Linked DNA regions of Mus musculus: regions 1, 3, 4, 5 and 6 are each linked to region 2. The links are chromatin contacts, called in public HiChIP or PLAC-seq and promoter capture Hi-C maps. All regions are on one chromosome and are shown on one strand. The core of a region is the stretch at or near the end of the contact, and the rest is flanking DNA. Distances in the headings are between cores, read along the strand shown. Region 1 holds the start of Card10 (caspase recruitment domain family, member 10). Region 2 holds the start of Myh9 (myosin, heavy polypeptide 9, non-muscle). Region 3 has its middle 7.4 kb from the start of Gm36738. Region 4 holds the start of Tst (thiosulfate sulfurtransferase, mitochondrial). Region 5 holds the start of Rac2 (Rac family small GTPase 2). Region 6 holds the start of Rbfox2 (RNA binding protein, fox-1 homolog (C. elegans) 2).

Region 1 (3,458 bases), core at 899-3,398, 960 kb before region 2:
TGTAATTGTGTATGTATGATTATGTCTATGTGTTGGTGTGTACCTGTATAACTGTGTGTGTCTATGAGTGTATCTGTTAGGTTGTCTGTGTATGTGTGTAAAACTGTGCTTGTGCCTTTGAGTGTGTCTGTGTAACCACGTGTGTCCATATAAATGTGTGTGCCTGTGTGTGTGCGCCTGTGAGTGAGTAAACACGGCATGTGTGTAAGCATGTATGATGTGTTTGTAGCCCTGTATATGTGTGCATCTTGGTGTGTCTGTGACTAGTAATGCATCTGTGTCCACGTGAGTGTGTCTGTGAAACCAAGTGTGTGCCTGGGAGTAAGTGTATGACCACGTGTGCACATGTGAGGTGTTTCAGGATCTCTATAGCTTCTTTAAGAGCAGGCTCTGGGACCTGCTGTGACTCTGTGACACCACGCCCCCCCCCCCCCCCCCCAAAGTCTGTTAGCTTACAAGCTAATTCCTAGTTTCAGTGCCAGATTCCTGGCCCTGGTTTTGCCTCTGATGAGAGAATAATTAACTAAAGACTCATTTTCCAGGGTTTCCTTCCCATTATCCCGGCCAAGAAAAAATATTCACAGGGCTGCGGTAGGGTGGAGCGGCTCTTTGAGGGAGGAGCTGCTCCCTGTGAGAGCCAGAGTCAGGGTATCAGGGTCAGCAGAGGAGAGGCGATCCTTGGGAGGGAGCCTAGTGTGAACCGAGCCTGGGGAGGGGAGAGAGGCCAGGGCGGATCCAGTGTGTGGCAAGTTCTTGCTCTCTCTGGGCCCCTGCTTCCTCCTTTGTAAAGGGATAGGTTTGCATTAGAATTCAGTCCTTTCTACAGAGCTGCTTCTGCAGGTGAACTGGTGATACTCCAAACAAAACCAAGTCAGCAAAAGTCTGTGGTTCTTCAAGGCTGGGAAAGGAACTAGGTTATGTAGGTAAACTAGTTTCTTTACTGCAGGGGCTGTTCAGGGGTTGTGGTCAACCTTGTTTCCTTGGGTGAGTGATGCATCTAATTCGGAAAGTATGGGTGGCTTTGGGGACCTACACATCTTTCCAGATCCTCTGTGTCCTCTTAACCCTGTTCTCGCCACCCCGAGGGCACTTTCCAGTGCCCAGAGAGCTTCTAGCATGTGACTACAGGACCTTATTGTGGGAGTATTAGTCTCCAAGGCAGAAGGGAGTTTTGACGCTGCCTTTTCAAATGTAATTGATTTTAACCACACTCCCTCCCACCCCGCAGGAACGGCCATTTAGAAATGCAAGCATCCTGGTCCCCGTGTGCCATCAACTTGACTCAGGAATGAAAGTGCAGTCAGTCTGGACACTTGCAGGGACTGACTCCCTTCTTTGGAAAGGTGCCCATGACCCCTCCCCTCTGCTGCCCACACAGGCTGTCCTGGGCTTGGTGAAAGATGTGAGCTCTTGGCAGCGTGTTCGGGAACACTGAGACTGTGGAGGGGCAATTGTCCAGGTCACCGGCAGATAAGAGGCCTAGCTGGGAACAGGATGCAAATGAATGCAAAGCTGAGACACACACAGAGAGAGACTCACAGCTGACCGGGGCTTTCAAGTGCCTAGGCACAGGGTGTTTGTGGGAGGGAGAGGCACGTGAGTAGTCTGTCTCCGGTCGAAGTCCTGCTCAACACTTGTAAGGCCATTATCCCAGAACATGGACACGTGTGAAAGTTCTGCTAGCTTCTGAGGCCCTGTCCCACACTTTGCAGATATTTCCTGAAAGACAGATATGTATTATGTGACTTTCAGCAGAGTGAATATACCTACCATGCGAGTTTAAGTGGGAATGATGGGGCTCTGTATATGAGGTCCGAGCCCAGAGCTCGCTAAGTTGGTGTGACCTGTTGACTTCAGGGCGTGTGTGGCTAGTGGAGCGGACACTTGTCGCGTTCAGGGTTCCGGGTGGCCAGCTGCACCGGGAGTCGGGCTTGTAGAGGGTGCAGGCTGGTGTTGTGCTCATGGTGGGGGACAAGGTGAGCAGCAGCGGCGGCAGTGGCCCTGGCGGTGGCGCGCGGGGTGTGGGCGCGCGCGTGGCGGCTCCGCCCCGTCGGGGGCCGGGCAGGTGTGGGAGGGCCGTGCGGACCCCGCCAGGACTGGCCCGGAGAGCCGGCGGGAAACAGGAAGCGGGGGTGGGGGGTGGGGAGGCGCGGCTGGCCCGCAGAGCGGCCGGGAGGACGACCGGAGCGCAGCGGGTCGCGGGCAATGTTGGGTGGCCCGGGAGGCCGCCGGGCTGGGGGCGGAGCCAATGACCCCGAAGGCACCGCCCCGTCGCGCCTCCGGAGCCGTCGGCCGAGCACAGAGCCGGGAGCTCAGGGCAGCTGCAGCGCCCGTGGTGAGTGCGGGGAGGACACGGGCGGGACAGCAGCGTGGGGACGTGAAAGGACGCCGACGGGACGCCCGGGAGGACGCGGGCGTGACCTCTCGGGGACCCGGGAGGGTGCAGGCAGAGCAGCTTGGGATCCCGGGAAGACGGAGCCCGACAGCGCCGGGACCCGCGGGCGACGCCCAGGTGCGGTGACCGCGGCTCCGTGCCCACCGTGCTTGTCGCCCGCAGGCTCGGAGGACGCGGCCATGCAGGGCCGGGCGGACGCGGGCGAGGCTGACGAGGAGGCTGGGGCGGGTTCGGGGTCGGAGGCCGAAGAGGACGCGCTGTGGGAGCGGATCGAGGGCGTCCGGCACCGACTGACGCGCGCCCTGAATCCGGCCAAGCTCACGCCGTATCTGCGCCAGTGCCGCGTCCTGGACGAACAGGACGAGGAGGAGGTGCTCAGCACCTACCGTTTCCCGTGCCGCGCTAACCGTACCGGTGAGCCCGCCGCCAGGGGTTTCCTCTCCCTTCCTAGGCCCGCTCCAGAGCAGACAGCTGGATGTGGTTGCCGGTGCCGATGGCGACCCCTGTGGGATCTTTACTGTGCTCTTTGACCTCTCTGGTTCTCTCTGTCCCATTTGTGTATCCCTTAAAGAATCAGTTTTTCTCAAGAGCTCAAATCCGGGCTCAGTTCTCCGAGGCTCCTCTCCCACTGGGCGTCTTTGTACCAGGACTGTCAGAGGGACTAAAAGTATCAGGGAACTTAAGTCAATGAGAGCATTTTGCCTGGGAAACGCAGGCATCCGATGCCCCCGGGCATGCGTAACGTGTGTGTGTGTGTGTGTGTGTGTGTGTGTGTGTGTGTGTGTGTGTGTGTGTGTGTGTAGGGGTTGCTGGGGACCTGCTCCAGTGCAGGTGCTCTGGGGAGGGTCTGGTGTTCCTAGCCAGGGCAGACTGAGCTTTGCTCCCTGATGTGTTGGGACAGGCCCCGGTGTGTGTCACAGCCCAAAAATCTGGGGAACGTAGGCCCTGGAGCATTGTCGGGGTGGAGAGCAGGGGCACTGGGGGAAGACCTCATCCTGACCCCTGTCACAACCTTTACCCTCAGGGCGCCTCATAGACATTTTACGCTGCCGGGGCAAGAGGG
Region 2 (3,879 bases), core at 477-2,976:
TGCTCTTACCCACTGAGCCATCTCACCAGCCCGGAGTGGAACTCTTGAGGTCTCTATCAAGCTTTAGTAAATAGAGCCAAGGACAGGCGTGCTTAGCGGGGACTGGCCCTAAACTCATTATGTAGCCAAGAGTAGCTCCTCCTGCGCCTCCCTCTGCAGCGCTGAAATCACAGGTGTGTGCTACAGGCCTAGTGGAGCCACTTTCCCAAAGTGGTTGGAGAAGCGCATGCGTATTCCTGTCAGCACCTGATGAGCTCCACCTCCTCACCGGCTCTAACAATGCTGGGCTTTTTTTTTTTTTTTTTTTTTTCCGAGACAGGGTTTCTCTGTGTAGCTCTAGCTGTCCTGGAACTCACTCTGCAGACCGAACTCAGAAATCTGCCTGCCTCTGCCTCCCGAGTGCTGGGGTTAAAGGCATGGGCCACCACTGCCCGTACATCTCCAGTCTCTTGATGATTAGTTTTAAAAGTAATTATTGGCTTTATATATTTCACACCTTTGAACTGCTTGTCTGTGTAGTTCAGGCTAGTCTTGAACTCCCCCTCCTACCTCAGACCTCTTGAGTTCTGGTATACCACCCACAACCCCTGGATGGTTCAGCCTTTTAAAAATTTTTTAAATTTTTCTTATCAACTGGGAAGCAGTCTTTGCTGTAATGTGGGTAGCAATCACTGGTCATCTGGGCTGCAAAATCTCTTTCTTTCTTTAGCTGCTTTTTGGCTTCAGAATGTAAGTTTTCCCTGAAGTTTATATGGAAGGATCATTTTAACTGTGTTAGCAAGAACATTCCAACAGTTAAGAGCAATGACGAGAAATTTGCCTTCATAAAGCCATTTGAAAGCATTGACGTGCTGCAGGATCGACCACATAGATCAATGGACACAACTCGGAAACGGACAATTTGGGCAGAAAATAATGCGTGGACAAATTCCTGATAGATTAATGGCAAAGTACATTTTTTTAAATGAAAAAAAAAATCCTCTCGTGGTTAGTAACCAAAATAAAACAAATGAAATCTACCCTTAAAATAATTTAGTGACAAATATCTGAGATGTGTGTGAGTTAATTATTCAAAGGTTAAGAGTGGCTTAGACTGCATTCCAGGCAGAGGTACTAGCCAGAGCAAAGGTTCAGAGGTTGGAGGACAGCCGCGAGCAGGCTCCAAAATCGAACTCAGGACGCCCACACGGAATGCAGGGTTGAAGCCATGACCGCCCCCACAGCCATCATAATTATGTAAAATACCACTTTTCCCATATATGGTACTTAATATCTGTTCTCCTGGTAGGACAGGACGAAGGGAAAACACGGTTCGCTGGGCGGAGTGTCAGAGCCTCAGACCTCCCCAGTACGCTCCCTCCGGCCCCGGCGCGGCCCAAGCTGCACACCAGAGCCGGGACCAGGAGCCCAGCGCGCCTGAGCCGCTTGCTTCTGATTGGATGAAATCCGCGTCAATCCTGGTCCTGTAACCTGGCTGTCCATTGGACCCGCCCAACAAGGCGTGGCTCCCGCCTAGGAAGCGCGGGTGGAAGGTGGGGTGGGCGGAGGTGGGGACAGATGGGGAGGATGAATCTCAGCACTCCGGCTTCCATCTCTTGTCTGTTTATAGGCCGAAAATCTGTCAGTTTAGGCCAGACTCCTGTTGGATTGGGCAGTGTGGGGAGAGGGCGGGGACTCTTGGAAGCTCCACCCACGAGCCGGCGGCGAGCTGTAGACCCGCCCTCCTCTTGGAAGGGCGGGGCAGGGAGGGCGGCGCGCACCAGAGCTGGGTGCGGTGAGGCGCGCAGATCACCGCGGTTCCTGGGCAGGGCACGGAAGGCTCAAGAACCTGACCTGCTGCAGCTTCCAGTCTCGCGTTCGCCCCACCCCGCCGCGCCGCCCGAGCGCTCGAGAAAGTCCACTCGGAAGAACCAGCGCCTGTTCCCCGGGCAGACCCAGGTTCAGGTGAGCGAGCTTTGCCGGTATGTCCCGCCCCGGAGCTGCCGAGCGCGCGCGCGCGGCGACAAGACTCGAGTCCTTTGGGGCGGACGGCCCTGTGGTTCTCGGCCTCCGCGTGGCGGGTTTCAGCGCGGTCGGGTGCGACCGGACTCCGCATCCTCACCCGAGGGGTGATAGGCAGCGAGGCCTCGGGGTTAGGGAACCGGGGGACGCAGTCCCCGGCCCTACAGGATGCCCTTCCCGGTCGGGGCACTGGGAGCTCGGCCTGCTCCTGTCGCCTCTGCACTCCCGCCTCCCCGACGGCCAGCTCCGGCAAACTTTTTAACCCCTTCCGGGACGCAGCAGTCCCGGAGATCTCGGCCGAGCCGGCCGGATGCGTTCGTGGGCACGGGGCAGCAGCTCCTTTGTAAGTTTGGCAAAGGGAGGTAACGGGCAGGCGAGGACCGCTTGGCAGCTGTCAGGGCGTCCTCCTGAGTCAGGATCGGTCGGTCCCGCCGCAGACATTGCGCCCGGCACGGTTTCCGCCGTCCGCTGCGGACTTCCTCATTTGTCCGTCAGCCCTTGGGCCGGGAGGGGGCGGGGAGAGGTACTCAGAGTGCGTGGGAAAAGGGGTCCCAGCTGCCGAGGGGCTCAGGGCGCAGGAAAAGAACCCCCCCGTCTGACCTCATTCAACCTTGGATTTCTATTGCCCGAGGTCAGAAGGCCTGGGTCTGCCGGCAGCTGCCCCGTCGCCCGGGCAGGCGTGCACCTGATTTCCACCGCACCTTGGGACGCCACGCCCGGGCCAGTCTCTGGGAGCTGGCCCTGACTTTAAGACCAGGCCGGGCAGCCGCATCTTTTATGTTTGATGAGAGGCGGAGTTTTGAAGACATCCCCCACTTCCTTGCACTAGGGTCTTCACCTCATCCTGTTCTGGAGCCACGCCTAAGGCAGGAGCTGCACCCCGCTCCTCCGGGTCCCCATCTCTCCCAGGCAAACTGAGTCAAGTACCCTCTATGACTTGCTTGCGGGCTGTAGTGAAACTGAAGGCTGGGTGGGCTCGGGCGGGTGCCTAAGGCCCCACCCAGCGGTGTTAGGGAAAAGGTCCCTGGGAAGTCCCAGGTCTTGGAGACCCGGAGGCTGCCTCGGCTGGGCTACAGGGAGGTCCATCGAGTTCTCAGTTCTCTGAGCGGTTTTCTGGATTAGCAAGATTTCAAAGTAACTTGCGTGCTTCCTACAGCAGCACCTATACCAAAATTGGAACGATACAGATTAGCATGGCCTCTGCGTAAGGATGACACGCAAATGCATTGAGTTCCGTATTTTTTAGCCAACGCAGACTGGCCCAAGTATCTCTAAGAGTGGCTCACTCTCAAGCACGACTTAGGAGGTTTCTGCCTCCCAAAGGACTCCCTCCTCTGCTGTATGCCAGCCAGTCAATCTCAGGACCTCCATCTAGAACTCTCAAGCCACTAGGCAGATCTGTAACCCGCCCCGGAGCCCCTCCTAAGCCTTGACCAAGTGAAAATAAAGCTTTTTGAAACAGCAAAAATAAATAAATAAATAAATAAATAAATAAATAAAAGGTAACTTGTTCACAGAAACATTGTAGCCATTTCTGACTCCACTGTCTAGAGTCCAAGCTGATAACTTCACCTGGAGGCCTCCCTCCCTTTCTATTAAGGAGGCAATTTGCTTGAAGCCCCGTGTAGACAATCACTCAATATCAGTCAATTTATATACCAGGTTGTTATAGGTGGGGGTAGGGGGGAAGGGCCTATAGATGTGTAATTGAGCAAATATTTAACCGGGCTTCTGCCAGGGACTTTGCCAGGTGGTGTGTGTGGGGGCGGGGTGGGGTGGGTGTGAATTGAGTAAGACCTGGCCCCTGCTCACCGGCACTCTGAGACAAACCAGTGACTAGTGTGAAGGGGAGATATCAGGAACCCCAGAAAGGTACTG
Region 3 (3,411 bases), core at 404-2,903, 750 kb before region 2:
CCCTCCTACAGGATTGAGAGTGGACCTCCGATGGCTATTTAGCCATAGATGCTCACGGAAGCCAGAGGGTGGAGTCAGGTGTCCACGGATGAATGAATACATGTATGGACTGTGGCATATGGCATGCACATACCATGGAATATACCGTGGAATATTATTCACCTCTGAAAAGGAAGGCATCTGACATGGGTGGTAGTATGGAAAAGTTGTGCAGACACTAGGTCAAGGGAGTAAGGCAGCCACAGAGGACAGAACTGCAGGGTTCCACTGCATAAGGTTCCTGGGGCGTCAGATCATGGGTACCAGGGAGGGGGAAGAAAACAATGTAGACCATTCTAGAAAGGGCTGGTAGGGATGGTTGCCTGTCATGAATGCTCCCGGTAAGGAAATACACATTTCGAACTAGAAAAAAAAAAAGGTAAATTGTGTGCCTGTTTTGCTGCAATTTAAACAAACACAACTTGGTTATATTTTAAATTATTTTGGGGTATGTGTGCAGAGGAACATGTGGGTGCCTGGCCATGTGTGTGATGGTCAGAGGGCAACCTGCAAGAGTTGGTTCTCTCCTTCTACCACGTGGGTCCTGAGGTTCAAACTCAGGTCATCCAAGTTGGCAGCAGGCACCTTTATCTGTTGAGCCATCTTGCTGTCCCTAAACCGACAAAACTCCAACAAGCTCCTCAAAGGAAACAAAACGAAATCCCTTCAGTGGCTCCTGTACCCTCAGCCCGTGAGACCCTCTGCCCCTCCCCCACCCCTTGCTGCAGGCTCTGGGACTGTCCGGAGCTAGCCCATTCTTGTGCTATTTATTGAATAGACAAATGGCTCTTGTGTTCCCACAGCCCACAGATGCCCACTCCACACCAGCAAAAGGCAAGTGGCAGCTTCAAAAGGTTGGAATCTCCTCTCTATGCCCTTGGGTGTGGTAACACTCCCTCTCAACTTGGCCCCGGACTGCAATGGGAGCTAAGCCGCAAGCTTCACACTTCCTGGTGTGAAGCAGGGGTTCTAACACCCTCACTCTGAGGCTGTTGGCTCTACTGCTCTTGCTTGCTGAAAAGACTGCCTCTGTCAGGCTTGGGTGAAGGCAGTCTCACCCCAGGGTGTCAAGAAGGAGCTTGGAATGGTTGTTATCTGTGGTCAACTCTATGGGATCTAGAATCAAGAGGGAGATGGGCTCTGGCCATGCATGCCTCTGGGGGATTACTCTGATTAGGTAAATTAAAGTGAGACAGCCCGCCCACTGTGGGCAGCACCATCCCCCAGGCAGAGGATCCTGGATTGTTTAAATAAAAAGGAGGAAAAAAAAAGAGCCAAGTGCAAGCATTCACTGCTCTCCACATCTCAACTGTGAGAGCCATGTGACCAGATCCACCAAGCTCCAGTCACTTCGACTTCTCCCCTGCCACAGGGGACTGCACCCATGAGTTTTATAACTGAATTTTATAACAGCAGCAGGAACATAACTAAGGCAGCATGAGGGCAGTGGGTAGTAGTCCTCTAAAGCCAGCACATGCCACAGGAGAAGGCCTGACAGCTAGTCCAGTGTCTCCTCTATTATTACAGAGGAGGAAGCTGAGGTGAGGGCTCTGCCCGGCACTGCCATACCCAGTGAGGTTTCACTTCCTCCTCTGTGGCCCTAGGCTCTGTATCACTGAGAGGTCATTTGCTCCATTTGTCTCTGTGCTTGCCAGACTGTCAGACTGCCGAAGATCACAGCTAACCTAGCTCTTCTCTGTAACCTTAGGTCAGTGGTTTTCAAACTCCGTAATGCTGCAACCCTTGAATACAGTTCCTCATGTTATGGTGACGCCTCTCCCCCAACCATAAAATTATTCCATTGCTACTTTGTAACTGTAATTTTGCTACTGTTGTGAATCATAATGTAAATATCTGATATGTGAACTAGTGAAGGGTTATTTTAACCCCCAAAGGGGCCCAAAGGTTGAGAGCCACTGCTGAAGGCTAGCAGCGTGAACCACTGGCATGAGAGGCATCTTGCCTGCTTAATATCATGGAGGATGAGCTACCTGTGGATGGAAGCTGTCTGAGTTAGGGGTTTACTGCTGTGAGCAGACACCGTGACCATGGCAACTCTTACAAGGACAACATTTAATTGGGGCTGGCTTACGGGTTCAAAGGTTCAGTCCATTATCATCAAGGCAGGAAGATGGCAGCATCCAGGCAGACATGGTGCAGACAGAGTTGAGAGTTCTACATCTTCATCTGAAGGATGACGCTAAGAGGAGACTGGCTTCCAGGCAGCTAGGATGAGGGTCTTAAAGCCCACACCCAGAGTGACACACCTACTCCAACAGGGCCACAGCTTCTAATAGTGTCACTCCCTGGGCCAAGCATAGACAAACCATCACAGAATCCTTATCTGACCCCCAGGAGACTGTGGCCCTCGCAGATCTGAGATGAAGACTCCAGACAGGAGCATGAGGCCCAGGGACAGACATCCCAGGCTTCCACCAGGACTCTTCCTTATCAGTGAGGCCAAAGCTTTACTGCAGAAAATGGAGGGACTGCGGGCTGCAGACATGGCTCTGTTGGGAGGGAGATTATCTTGTGTGAACAAAACCCTGGTTTCCATCCCCAGCCCTCCAGAAACTGGGTGTGGACGTGCGCTCTGTAATCTCAGCACTTGGCAAATAGAAGCAGGAGGGTCTAGTGTTGGAGGTCATTCTTGGCTGCATAGTGACCCCAAGGCTAGCCTGGGCTACATGAGATCATGTCTCAAAAGCAAACAAAACAAAAAAGATAGGGAAAAAAAGGAAAGGAAAGGGGAAGGAAAAAATGAAGCTGTTGTCCTACGGAGATGATCAGTCATTTATCCCCTTAAACAGCCCAGCCAGGATGCTCGCGGTCTTGGGGTGGGGGTGGAGTGCCATGGAAACTGCAGGGCTTGAGACTGGAAAGCCAGCTCTTCTCTTGCTTACCCCCTCCCTTGCTTACCCCCTCCCATCCCGCATCAGAGGACACGTGCCAGCTTCTGTTTGTTAAAACAACAATAACAACAACCAAACAAACCGAGAGTAATACTGGGGCTGCACAAGGAGAGGCGACTAGTTTAAACAAGGAGAGTTCAGAAGGATCTTGAGAACAATGTACATGGAATGAAATTAGCAAGAGCCAGTCATAGCCAGCTGCAGCAGGAGAGCCTGGCTTGGGCTCTGTAGGCAGCCAGGCCACCAGGAAGACAGGGAGACTGAGCAGTTGTATCCTAAGCACAGCTGGCTCATGGGCGCCCTCGTGTGGCTGAAGTAAGGACCACACTCAGAAATACTGGGCTCCCCAGCAGTGCTGACCTCTGCAAGCTACTTCAGCTTTCACCCAAGAACTCTGAGGGTGGGCTTGCTTTCTATATGCCAGAGATTCTCCGTTTCAAGAGAGCAAAGCGTTGTGTCT
Region 4 (3,585 bases), core at 656-3,155, 560 kb before region 2:
GTTAGTGTGAGCCTATATATCCCACCCATGGGGGGTGGGGGTTCGGGCACTGAAGAGCATCTCCCTAACTAGACCCTCCTGGTACCTTCTCTTCCCTACTGTCAAGCTCCAGGTGCAGAGTATGCTGGGAAAATGCTAGACAGTGAATTTTTGCAACACACTGTGACAGTATTTCAGGGTAGGATAGATGCTCAAAAAAACAGGGAGGGGAGTTCAAGAGAAAAGCATTCCAGGGGAACAGAATAGACTAGAGAGGGGGTGTACAGCTGGTTTGCAGGAGCCATGCTCTATTTCCAGATATCTTGCTTATTGGGATTTATATAAATTTACAATGAAGTGGTAAAAACTGAAGCCCAAGACGACAACGACGACTACTACTACTACTAAGCATAAGGCTTCAAGGATGGACAGGTAAACCGAGGCAGCTCCCACCACTTTGGGCTTCAGGTGAGAAATTAGTCCCTTTTCCACTACGTGCCTTGGCACCTCCTGGCTCTACCTGTTTCTCCTGTTGGGAGTTCAGCTCAATCCGGCAGGGTCGTGAAGGCACTCGGCAAGGCGGGCTTCATAAATGCTAGTTTTATTTTTATTCCGTTCTGTTACTTTCTCCTCTTGGGGCATGCTAGATCTCCTCACCACAGCTCCTCTGAATTGCTTTGTTTATTCTCTTGCTCCCCCCCCCCAACTTTCTCAGGAGGCATCAGGTCTTTCCAAACCCCATCCACTCACTGCTACCCACCTGTCTCTTATCCCACACCAACCCACAGACGGCCACAAGCAGCCACGGACAGTCTTCCTAAGGCAAATTAGAGGCGCCCTGGAAACTCTTCTCTCATAGACTGCATCCCCTCCTCCACTCCCGCGTGATACCACGCTATGCACCCCCGGAGAAGCACCCTCTCTCACAGAAAAGCAAGTAGGACGCGTTGGGTAGCAGATACCAGGGATTTGCGCTCCCCGTTTCCCAGCTCCGCCATGTCACCCCCTCCCCACGCCCTCAGAGGTTCCCTCCTTCCGCCACCAACCTGCGGCCAGCCAAAGGGAGGAGACTTGGGCACAGCCCACTGTTTGGGCCACTCCGAGACGTTGCACCTTCCATTTCCCGTACTGCGGGGGACGCAGGCGCCATGAAGCCGGGTTGCGCGCTGCCCCAGTGTCACCTCGAGCTTCAAATAGCCCCCTTTATGTATGAGAAGTATTATACGAGGAGGGGCAAACAAGACTCCCGTGCGAAGACGCAGAAGCTGTTCGGAATCCCGACTGTCTACGAGAGAGGTTTCTCTCCTCACCCCCATGGGAGGCGGTACAATGGTGCGGGCCACTTGAGAACCCTCCCGGCTCCTGGTTTGAACCCTCCAGCTTCTTCGGAGCGCAAGGGCGAGTGCCAGCCCAGCTACTTTTGCGACTGAGTGCAGCGAGCCGCCCAGGATGGAGCCGCTAGCTGGGTCCTGGCGAAAGCAGGGCAGAGTGCCTGGAGCCCTTTCACCGGAATTGGACATTCTAGAAGCCAGAGAACTCTGGCTGCAAGAAACGAAAGCAGAAGGGTAATCAGTGCGCCCGGAGAGGCGACTGGAAGGCCATCTCTGACTTGTGTTTGTTTTTCCCATTCTTGAAGACAGAGTCCTGAGCCAGCCCCTCCCACCAATTTGCTGCTATAGTAATGCACCGAAGCTCTTAGCCACGCCCACCTGCCCTCCTAGGCACCAGAAAGGGAGGGCGCCGGGGAAGTGGGAGGGGTGGAGCAGGCTTTCCCTAGGGAATGTGCCAACCTCTCCCACTGTGAGTCTGGCTCTGAGTGTAGTTACGATTGCACGCTGGGAAAATGTAGTGGGAGCAACAGCCCCGCCCCCTGGGCTCCGCCCACCGCACTCAGCCCTCTCAGGCCTGTCTCTTTCCTGGTTCCCAACCGCGCCAGGTGACTCGCAGAACTGACACTATGGTACATCAGGTGCTCTACCGGGCGCTGGTATCCACCAAGTGGCTGGCGGAATCCATTCGGTCTGGCCGCCTGGGGCCCAGCCTTCGGGTGCTGGACGCGTCTTGGTACTCACCCGGGACCCGCCAGGCACGCAAAGAGTACCAGGAGCGACACGTGCCTGGCGCGTCCTTCTTTGATATAGAGGAATGCCGGGACACGACTTCGCCTTATGAGATGATGCTGCCCAGTGAGGCCCACTTTGGGGACTATGTGGGCAACCTGGGCATAAGCAACGACACACATGTGGTGGTATACGATGGAGATGACCTGGGCAGCTTCTATGCACCCAGAGTCTGGTGGATGTTTCGTGTGTTTGGCCACCGCACAGTGTCAGTGCTCAATGGTGGCTTCCGGAACTGGCTGAAGGAGGGCCACCCGGTGACATCTGAGCCCTCGAGGCCAGAGCCAGCCGTTTTCAAAGCCACACTGAATCTCTCCCTGCTCAAGACCTATGAGCAGGTCCTAGAGAATCTCCAGTCTAAAAGGTTCCAGCTGGTGGACTCTCGGGCCCAAGGACGGTACCTGGGCACACAACCGGAGCCGGATATAGTAGGTAGGTGTTCCAGTGGCCCTTGGGAGGATTGCACAACAAAAGGATGGGGAATCAAAAAACCCCTGGATCCCTCAGGCCCTCTAGGTAGACTTGTCTTTCCATCTGTAAAATGGGAGGGTACGGCCAACCTTGAAGTCTTTTATAGCGCTCATACATGGGGGCCCTGTGTGCCATAGCCGGGTGCTAACAAGCTGCCCCTATTAGGTGACTGGGGTCCTGTCCATCCATGGTCCACTTCCAGGCACCAGCGCTCCCACATGCAGTAGATGTACGAAAAGGTGTTCTCTCCACAAGCAGTCATTTGTATGGCTGCACAGAGGTCTACAAATCTCTTCCCACTCTCTCCATCCCAGAAGCCCTTTCAAATATCAACAAGGCCCTTCTGAGCTCTTCTGGGACCCTGGCTAGTGTCTGTGAAAGGCACCTCAGTTCATAACCTCAGCAAGTGGCTGCGACCTGTCTGTTACAGCAGCTATCAGCCAGGGAAATGGACGGGATGAAATACCTGACTTAGATGAAGCACTGGGGGATTGTTACTTGGTCAGTTAAGTGGTAGAATCTGGATTTGAACCTGGTATCATTTTGTTTTAACCCAGGGTTCGAAATCCAGATATAAATCCATTCAGTCCCACCACCATTTCCTAGGGTTCAGGGGCTCCTCCTGTGCTAGGTATTCCTGGAAAGATGGCCCCTTGGGTCCCCTTTGGTATGTGTGAGAAAGCCTGAAGAAGTCTGTATAGTTTAGGAGTCAGGAAAAAATAAACTCAGGAGATGAAATGCTGCTTTCTAGAGGCGCCTGACCAGAGGCAACCCCAAGTTTTGGCCCACCTCACCTCTCTCTCTCTCTCTCTCTCTCTCTCTCTCTCTCTCTCTCTCTCTCTCTCTGCCTCCCTCATCAGTAAGACTTAACTCCAGGATACATTTTGCCTAACTTGTTTCAAAATGTTGCCTAAAAAGTTTCAAAACTTGCCTACAAAGTTTCAAAAACTTGTCTCTTCCTTTCTGCCAGCTGATGTCAGCAACCCTGTTTTTACAGTCTTAGTACTAAATTCTC
Region 5 (3,785 bases), core at 1,247-3,746, 730 kb before region 2:
GCCAGGTTTCCACATACACAAATCCAATATGCAAAGGCTGACATTTCCCCTTCATCCAAGGAGTGGCAAGGAAATTCAATTTGAGAATTATTAGCTACAGTAGTGCTGAGAGTAATAAGGAAGCAAGAAGTGAATCTTTTGAGAAAGGTGCCTGACCTTTCTGGGAGGAAATGGTAAAATTTTATTGAAAGATATAAAGGAGAAGGTGAAGATGCTAACAGGCAGACAGAATGACTATCACAAGGATGTCAGGTCCCTACTCGCTGCTGCAGGTTGAACGCAGGACAGCCCAGGACTCTTATGTCATTTGCTTGAGCTTATTCCACAGTGTAGATGGAAGAGCAGAGATTCATCAAACACTAGAACAATCCTGAAGGAATGTAAGAGAGGCACGTTTCTCCTAGGCTTGGAGCTGGGGTAACTGAAGCAGGCTTGTGTCAGCCCCTGGGTGGATGGGAGGACTAGCAGAGAAAGGGGCCAAGGTTTGGTTTGCAGGTGACAGTCTTGGTCCACGAGGCTTCTTGACTGCCCATTCACTGGGAAAAGATAGGTAGAACTTTGTTTAATAGATGGCACTCTGGGATGATGGTCTGTGTCCATTGTCAGCACGACAGAGTCACCTGGGAGAAAGACATCTGGAGCACATCGATTTGAGGTGGGAAGATCAGCCCACTGTGGGTGGCACCATCCTGTAGGCTGGGAAACTGCATTGTGTTAAATGAAGAAAGGATCTGAGCAGCAATGCGCTCATCGTTGTTTCCTGATTGTGGGCAACCAGCTGCTCCAAGCTCCTGCTACTCTGACGACTTCCCCACTGTGATGGATTCTAACCTTGAACCATGAACCAGAATAAACCCTTTCTCCCTTCTGTCGCTGTGGTCGGAGTATTTTTTTTTCATAGTGATAGGAATAGAAACTAAGAAAGCCCTAGAGAAATCAAATCAACATCTCACAAAACCTACTAGCAGCCCCTTTGTCATCTAAAATCCACTCTGTGTATCAAGGTCACTGTCTGTAGACAGAAACTGTACACACTTTGTAGAATATCTTTGTGAAATTGCATAGGAATGCTTAAGAAAGAATCACTCAAAGAGTATCAATCATTAGGGAAGAAAAATTAAAGTTGACCACATACAAATAAACCTTTATAAATATCACAGCTTCAAAAAAAATAATTCCACATACTGGAAATGAACTATGAAACGGTTATAGCAATTCACACTTGAAAAATCAAACACCGAACTTCTCCAAATAAATATGAGGGGAAAAAATACTCCAGTAGAGAAATGGACAAATACACAAATAGTAACTTGTGTAATAGGAAACCCAAAAGTCCAATAAACAACTAAAAACACAAATGCCCAACAAAACACCTGCAAACACAAACACCCAACCAAACACTTATAAACACAAATGCCCAACACAAGGCGAGTGTAGTTGATATCATCAAAACGGCAAGAAGCCTACGACAGTTTGTAGGTAGGATTTTCGGTTTGGAGTGGTTTCCCAGCTAGGATCTTGCTGTATCGCTCGATGGCTCTGGCTGCCTTGGAACTCTCACTCTGAATCCTGGACTCAAGCTCCCAGCAATCCCTTTGTCTCAGCTTCCTGAAAGCTTAGATTGCACCATGCTGTGAGAAGGTTTGGACTTGCCAAACTTCTACCAGCTTGCTCTACTGCATCTGTCCCTGACTCTTCCTCCTCCTCCTCCTCCTCCTCCTCCTCCTCCTCCTCCTCCTCCTCCTCCTCCTCCTCCTCCTCTCACTCCTCCTCCTCCTCCTCCTCCTCTCACTACTCCTCTTCTTCCTTCTCTTCCAACTCCTTCCCTTTTCCCTATCCTCCCTCCTCTCCTTCCTCCTCCTCCCCCTTTTCCTCCACTTCCTCCCCTCCCAATTTCCCCCCTTCCTCCCCTTCCTCCTTTTCTCCCCTCTCCTCTACCTCTTCCCTTCTCTCTTTCCCTCCCCCTCCTTTGCCTTCTCTCTACACACTGGCCCTTGCTTAGGCAGCACCCCCCCCCCCCGGGCCAACTTTGTTTGACATCACACGTCATAGCCACCAGTTTTCCCTGCTGGTGACTCTGAGGTCACTCTGTAGCTCTCCCTTGGCCCATGTCTCCTGCCTTGCTCACAGCACCTGTGGTGTGGTTTGCCTTCTCTACAGAGCAGGAACTCCAGGACAACCTGGCTTCCTGCATTTTAGAGTCACCAGCTCCCAACACAATGCCTGATACACAGTAGGCACTCAAGTGTTTGCCCATGGGAGTCAGGCCAACTGACTTCTTGGAGGATGCAGATTCTTCGAGAGCAACTTTGTCCCTGCCCTGGCTTAGGAAGTGAATCTTCAATTCTCTAGGGTGCCTGGGTTCCCTTTGGAGCCTAAGTCAAGTGCCCTTGGTGGCCTGGGCCCAACCTAGCACCTGTGGGGCCCCAGGTCCTCTTCCAGACCGCATGCTCCACCCCCTCAAGGCTGTGGGGCAGCAGCTTGGGTAAGTTCCTCTTCCGTTTCCTCCCGCCTCTTGAGCTGGGGTGCTGCTCCTCACTGCCGGGTACCTCCTAGCCACTCCATACCACTGGTGTCCACAGCAACGCTCCTGGCCCCCAACTGTCATCCCTGGCTGCTGGGCCTCAGATGCAATGCAGGCCATCAAGTGTGTGGTGGTGGGTGATGGGTAAGTACCTGGCTGAGTTGTCTCCCACCCCTACCAGGATGCCTCTGAGATCCTCCCTGGTACACCCACAGATTCAGGGCTCCCAGGAGGTTCTGGGGAAAGTCGCTTCCTTTCCTTGTAAGGGCTTACAAGGAACATTTGGGGTGGGTCTGGACTGCTCCCTGTCCTTCAGCCTACCCCACTCCGGAAGCTACTTGGGTGGAGGGCCTGGACTGTGGGTGGGGTGCTGCTATTTGCCTGTACCCTGAGAGCTGGGACAGGGCTCCTACCGGGCCAGCATCAGTTCAGGGTACAGGTACGAGGAGGGAAATCAGCAGCTTGCCCTTCGGACCTTTGTTTCCCAGGCTGGCCCAGGCTCTAGTTGCTGTCTTGCTGGGCCTAGGGGACTTCTGGCAATCTCCAAGCTTTCTGACTCTCAGTCCAGCCTCTGCTCTTAAGGACTCCAGAGGGCAGGCTGGCTGCAGCCCTGCTAAAGTCTGATAGTCATTGTCAGATCTTGGGACCACAGGCTCTCATAACCCAAGGCCTGAGTTTCTTCATGTGTCTCCCATATATTCCGACACATTAGGGTGCAGTCCTCAAGTCTATCTTGGGTCCCGCTAGATCCATCCTCACATGTACTAGACAGCCATCTTCAGTTCGAAACGGGGAGGGGCTGAGGCCTGGAGACCTTTCCTGGCTTAGGTCCCAAGGTCACACACACTTTGGCTCTGCTGGTGGCATAGGCTATCTACCTCCTCAGCTGACTAGGTCCGACTTGGTCGCTGCTGCAGCCGCCACCGCGCTAGGGTGTCAGCCGTTATCTGTGGCAGCTGCTCTGCTCACTTCTGCTTTGTGTCTGATCTGGGGGAGGAGGGGGCGGACACGGAGGGCCGGAAGTCAATGATTCTATGCATTCAAAGTTACCTGGGTGGCAGGCTGGGGCTTGAGGGCAGAGGTTTAGGGGGCAGGGACAGCAGAGCAACCTCCTCGAGTGGGAAGTGACTTAACGGAATTGTACTGGGGAAGGCCCGGAGCTGTCCCTCTGGCCTCTCAGCTTCCTGCTGAATGACCTGGGTGACCTCCCAGCTTGGCAGGGAGATAGCTTAAATGGTGGTCATCTCCATTTATCCCATTT
Region 6 (3,502 bases), core at 337-2,836, 540 kb after region 2:
GAGCTAAGCTGAGGGACAAGAGCCGTTAATTAACTCCCTCCCATAAGGTGTCAAGGCTTGTAAATGGCTAAGCTATTGCAACCTACAAACATACAAATACTCAGTAGGAAAACCCAGCTCCAAGGCAAGTTGTGCAGTCTTTTCCAACTAGCCTGCAAGCCCTTCTATTCCCTCTCTTAACCACCAGTGGTCCGGCATTACATGGGCAGGAGTGGTCAAGCCTCCCTGGGACTCGTCTGGCTCTGAAGCAGAGATCTTCATCCCTCTGTCCATTTTTAGGTGCTTAACTCAAGTTCAAAGGTCAAGTCACAGACTGGTTGCAAGTAACCTTAGACATCACCTGACCTGGGGTTTCTCAATCTCTGAACTATTGGCATTCTGGTTTGGACAAGTCTCTCTTGCAGGGATTGTTCTCTGCACTGTAGAGTTCTGAATAACATTCAAAGCTTCTATTCAGTAAATGCCAGTATAGTCTCCATTTGTGAAGAACAAAATTTACCATATGACAAATACGGAAGTGGGAGATGCTGAAAGGGTCTGAAACTTTTTCTTGGCTGGGAACCACTGATCCAAAGGATTATTTCAGATACTGCAGTTGGGATCCAAAGAGAAAAACTCACTTGTTTAAAGTAGCAAGCAAGGGTAAGGCTAGAAGCTAGGTTATTGCACAATATCCCTTTCCATGTCACAGTATGGAACCCTGAGAGGCAGAAGCAGTTTCTATTTACAATCAGGTGGAGAAAACCTACCGGACAGACCTAACTGCACAAAGCTGATAAGCTAGGAAGGGCTATTCAGGCAGCAAGGAGTAAAACCAAGAGATTGCCATCTTGACTGGCCACATATTTCTGCTTCAGGACTTGAACAAATTCAGGTCCATCCATTGGATTAAAACCATGTTTTCTACTGTCAGGCTCAAAATGGTTCCGTAAATGCCCTATGTAAACGTAAAGCTCTTAAAAAAACACCAGGCGTTATTTATTACTATTATTAGAGACAGTTTTTCTGTGTAGGGCTATCCTGGAACTCACTATGCAGATAGACCAGGTTGGCTTCGAACTCAGAGATACTCCTGTCTTTGCTTCCTACTTCCTAGGACTAAAGGTGTGCACCACCGCCATGCCTGGCAACATCAGAAATATTGACATCATTAGAGATGCAATTATTCGCTTCATAGCACCATTTCTCAGAAAAGTTTATATGGGAGCCATCACTCCTGGACTTCCCAGGTCTTGGGCTGGAGAGGAAGGAGGCAAAGGGACCTTCCTCTCGCAGAGCGCCCCTCTGCTTCCCTAAATCCCAGGAAGCCAGATGAGAGAGATCAGGTCATCACTTCTCACTAGTGCAACTAGTCCAAGTTGCTCCCCCGAACTCCTGCCCTTCAAGCTCCGCCCCCCGGCCACCGCCTTAAAAGAGGCGGCCCCTTCTCTCTCCATGCTTCCCAGAGCATCCCCGAGCTTCCCGAGCTTTTCCGAGTCCTTCCCGGCCTCCCGCGGGCGGCCCGCGCGGAGGCGACGGAGATTGCCGAGGGGCGTAGCCACGCCCCCTCACTACAGCCTCCTCTCGCGCGGGCGGCCCGAGTCCCACACATCCAGGTTCCTCCCTCCTTCTCTCCTTTCTCTCTCCCCGCCTTCCCGGCGCTGCCACAGTGGCGGGACGGAGGATCCCGACCAGTCAGCTCGCTGCGGCCTCGCGCTCCTCCTCCTCCCAAATAAACAGCCCTCCCCAAGCTGGGAGCCCAGGCCGTCCCCTTCCCCGCACGGCTGGCGAGTGGTGAGGGAGCGCGGGACTGAAGGACCAAGGGACCGAGGGATCGGCGCACGCGCGTGCGAGTGAGAGAGCGAGCGAGCGGCCGGCGCGAAGCCGGAGCAGAAGCCGGAGCCGGGGCCGAAGCCGAAGCCGGAGCCATAACCTGAGTCGGAGCGGTAGTGAAGCCGAAGCCGAAGCCGGGCTCCGGACCGACGCGCACGCACACACGCACGCGGGGGGCGGGGCCGGCGCGCGCCCGCCTGTCGCGACTGTCGGCACCGAGGCCCAGGGGGAGGTGGCCTGTCGCGGGTCGCCCGGCTCCCGGTGGCGAAGGGGGCGCGGGCGGATGGCGGAAGGCGGCCAGGCGCAGCAGCAGCCGCCTCAGCTCGGGCCCGGCGCTGCCGCCCGGGGCATGAAGCGGGAGTCGGAGGTGGAGTTGCCGGTGCCCGGAGCGGGGGCAGACGGACCCGAGCCCGGCCTGAGCAAGCGGCCACGCACAGAGGAGGCGGCCGACGGCGGGATGCAGGTGACCGCGCGGGACGGGCGCCCGGTTACGGAGGGCCGCGGCGGGCTCGGGCCTCCGGGCGCCGGGTGGGCCTGGCTGGAGAGTGGGCTTGGGGCCGGGTGCAGGGGCTGGAGGGGCCCCGGAGGCAGCGCGAGGGAGTGGGATTTTTTTTTTTTTCCTTTTGGAGTTGGGATTGAACAGGATCGGGATGCAGTCCATTTCTTAAGCCTGTGCTCAGTTTGTTGAGAAGTTGAGGGTTCTTGGGTCGATTTGTCCAGAGGAGAGCTGTTGGGCCGAGCTGAGAGCGAGGGAAGCTGGTGGTGGGAAAGCTCCGGAGAAGAAGGGCGCCTTTTGGTTTACACTGGGATGAGGAAAGGGGGAACGGCATGTGGAGAACAGACTGAAAAGCCAGCCAACTCCTGGAGAGAGAGCGAGCCCGAAAGGGGATGTGGCTTAGCTTGTGGGTTCAATCAGTTACTCGAGCAGTCTTGAGAAGTCCGCGGAGTTTGGTAGTGTGATGCTCTGTCTCAGTTTTGTGCAGCATGTTATTAAGTCTGGAGAGAGACACCAGGCAGATCCCGCCTGTGCTTTACCCATTGCATCCTACGTTCGTAGGATGCGGAGTAAACTCCTTAGTATCCTGAGGTAGAAAAGAAAATTTATAGGGCTGTTAGGAGACTGGTTTCTGAGTTGTGGCCTCCAGTGTTAGCTTGATTGTTGAGGGTGGGAAATGACAAAGATATTGATACAGGCGGTTAGTACTTAGTTTGAAGAAGGTAATGCATCCTTAAGGGCTTTAGGATTTGCTCTCTGTTTAGAAAATATTGGCTACGAAATGGAGAGGCTCACAGCAGCAACGGGATGCTTTCTAATTCTTTTAGAATCGTAGAATGTTAGAGATGGAAGGGACCAGAAACGCCATCATCTTTTCCACCAGGAGTTCTCAGTCTAATGTACTCGGAAGAGTTATGCAGAATGGCTTAATGTGCATTGAGTCAATACTTTGTATCTTTTTTTTTGGGGGGGGGGAGGGTGTGTTCAAGTTTCAGCGTATTTTAACTGCCTCATTTTTATTGATAGGGAGTTAGAAGTCCAGAGAAAACTAGTGACTTGCCTAAAGCCACCCAGTTAGCTGGTTCTGATTTCTATTTCTGTGCTCTCTCCATTACACCACTCTTGGAAATCTCTGCAGTACTAGGAGACTTTCCGTGCTCTGCCTTGACTTCCTGTGGCAGGGAAGGAGCTGGC

The links. Promoter capture Hi-C pulls out the DNA fragments that hold promoters and counts their contacts. HiChIP or PLAC-seq counts read pairs in DNA pulled down with a chosen protein or histone mark.
Region 1: a contact with region 2 is called in a FOXA1 HiChIP or PLAC-seq map of pancreatic cancer cells. The contact joins the promoter of Card10 here to the promoter of Myh9 in region 2. A contact is called at or near these places in 1 of 484 Hi-C or Micro-C datasets (embryonic stem cells) and 1 of 115 datasets of contacts at active chromatin or transcription factors (pancreatic cancer cells).
Region 3: an H3K27ac HiChIP or PLAC-seq map of bone marrow-derived dendritic cells shows a contact between it and region 2, with 4 times the contacts expected there. The contact joins the enhancer-like site here to the promoter of Myh9 in region 2. A contact is called at or near these places in 1 of 39 promoter capture datasets (the C10 cell line) and 2 of 115 datasets of contacts at active chromatin or transcription factors (bone marrow-derived dendritic cells and pancreatic cancer cells).
Region 4: a FOXA1 HiChIP or PLAC-seq map of pancreatic cancer cells shows a contact between it and region 2. The contact joins the promoter of Tst here to the promoter of Myh9 in region 2. A contact is called at or near these places in 2 of 39 promoter capture datasets (liver and pre-B cells) and 1 of 115 datasets of contacts at active chromatin or transcription factors (pancreatic cancer cells).
Region 5: a contact with region 2 is called in a promoter capture Hi-C map of pre-B cells, with 2.4 times the contacts expected there. The contact joins the promoter of Rac2 here to the promoter of Myh9 in region 2. A contact is called at or near these places in 5 of 39 promoter capture datasets (the C10 cell line, the HPC-7 cell line, hippocampal neurons and 1 more) and 1 of 484 Hi-C or Micro-C datasets (CD8 T cells).
Region 6: a promoter capture Hi-C map of embryonic stem cells shows a contact between it and region 2. The contact joins the promoter of Rbfox2 here to the promoter of Myh9 in region 2. A contact is called at or near these places in 2 of 39 promoter capture datasets (embryonic stem cells and hippocampal neurons).

Annotation. Positions count from the first base shown.
Region 1 is chr15:78,801,732-78,805,189 of GRCm38.p6, reverse strand. Card10 (caspase recruitment domain family, member 10) reads left to right here and starts at 2,148. Exons shown (of 21, transcript NM_130859.2): 1 at 2,148-2,335; 2 at 2,558-2,809; 3 at 3,420-3,458. The coding sequence starts at 2,206.
Region 2 is chr15:77,840,022-77,843,900 of GRCm38.p6, reverse strand. It overlaps Myh9 (myosin, heavy polypeptide 9, non-muscle), which reads left to right and starts at 1,726. Exons shown (of 41, transcript NM_022410.3): 1 at 1,726-1,944. It also overlaps the pseudogene Gm22107.
Region 3 is chr15:78,587,318-78,590,728 of GRCm38.p6, reverse strand. No RefSeq gene overlaps it. Among named protein-coding and RNA genes, the nearest start is that of Gm36738, 7.4 kb to the right of the region's middle. Within about 2 kb of position 1,653, at least 93 of the 459 cell types and tissues checked have an H3K27ac peak or open chromatin away from gene starts, as enhancers often do. A contact at or near this core is called in bone marrow-derived dendritic cells, where this site is marked.
Region 4 is chr15:78,404,185-78,407,769 of GRCm38.p6, reverse strand. It overlaps Tst (thiosulfate sulfurtransferase, mitochondrial), which reads left to right and starts at 1,905. Exons shown (of 2, transcript NM_009437.5): 1 at 1,905-2,531. The coding sequence starts at 1,937. Mpst (mercaptopyruvate sulfurtransferase) reads right to left here and starts at 1,058. Exons shown (of 3, transcript NM_001162493.1): 1 at 1,026-1,058.
Region 5 is chr15:78,571,494-78,575,278 of GRCm38.p6, reverse strand. It overlaps Rac2 (Rac family small GTPase 2), which reads left to right and starts at 2,496. Exons shown (of 7, transcript NM_009008.3): 1 at 2,496-2,668. The coding sequence starts at 2,634. Gm36738 (predicted gene, 36738) reads left to right here. Exons shown (of 2, transcript NR_155437.1): 2 at 607-868.
Region 6 is chr15:77,305,137-77,308,638 of GRCm38.p6, reverse strand. It overlaps Rbfox2 (RNA binding protein, fox-1 homolog (C. elegans) 2), which reads left to right and starts at 1,586. Exons shown (of 14, transcript NM_053104.6): 1 at 1,586-2,275. The coding sequence starts at 2,096.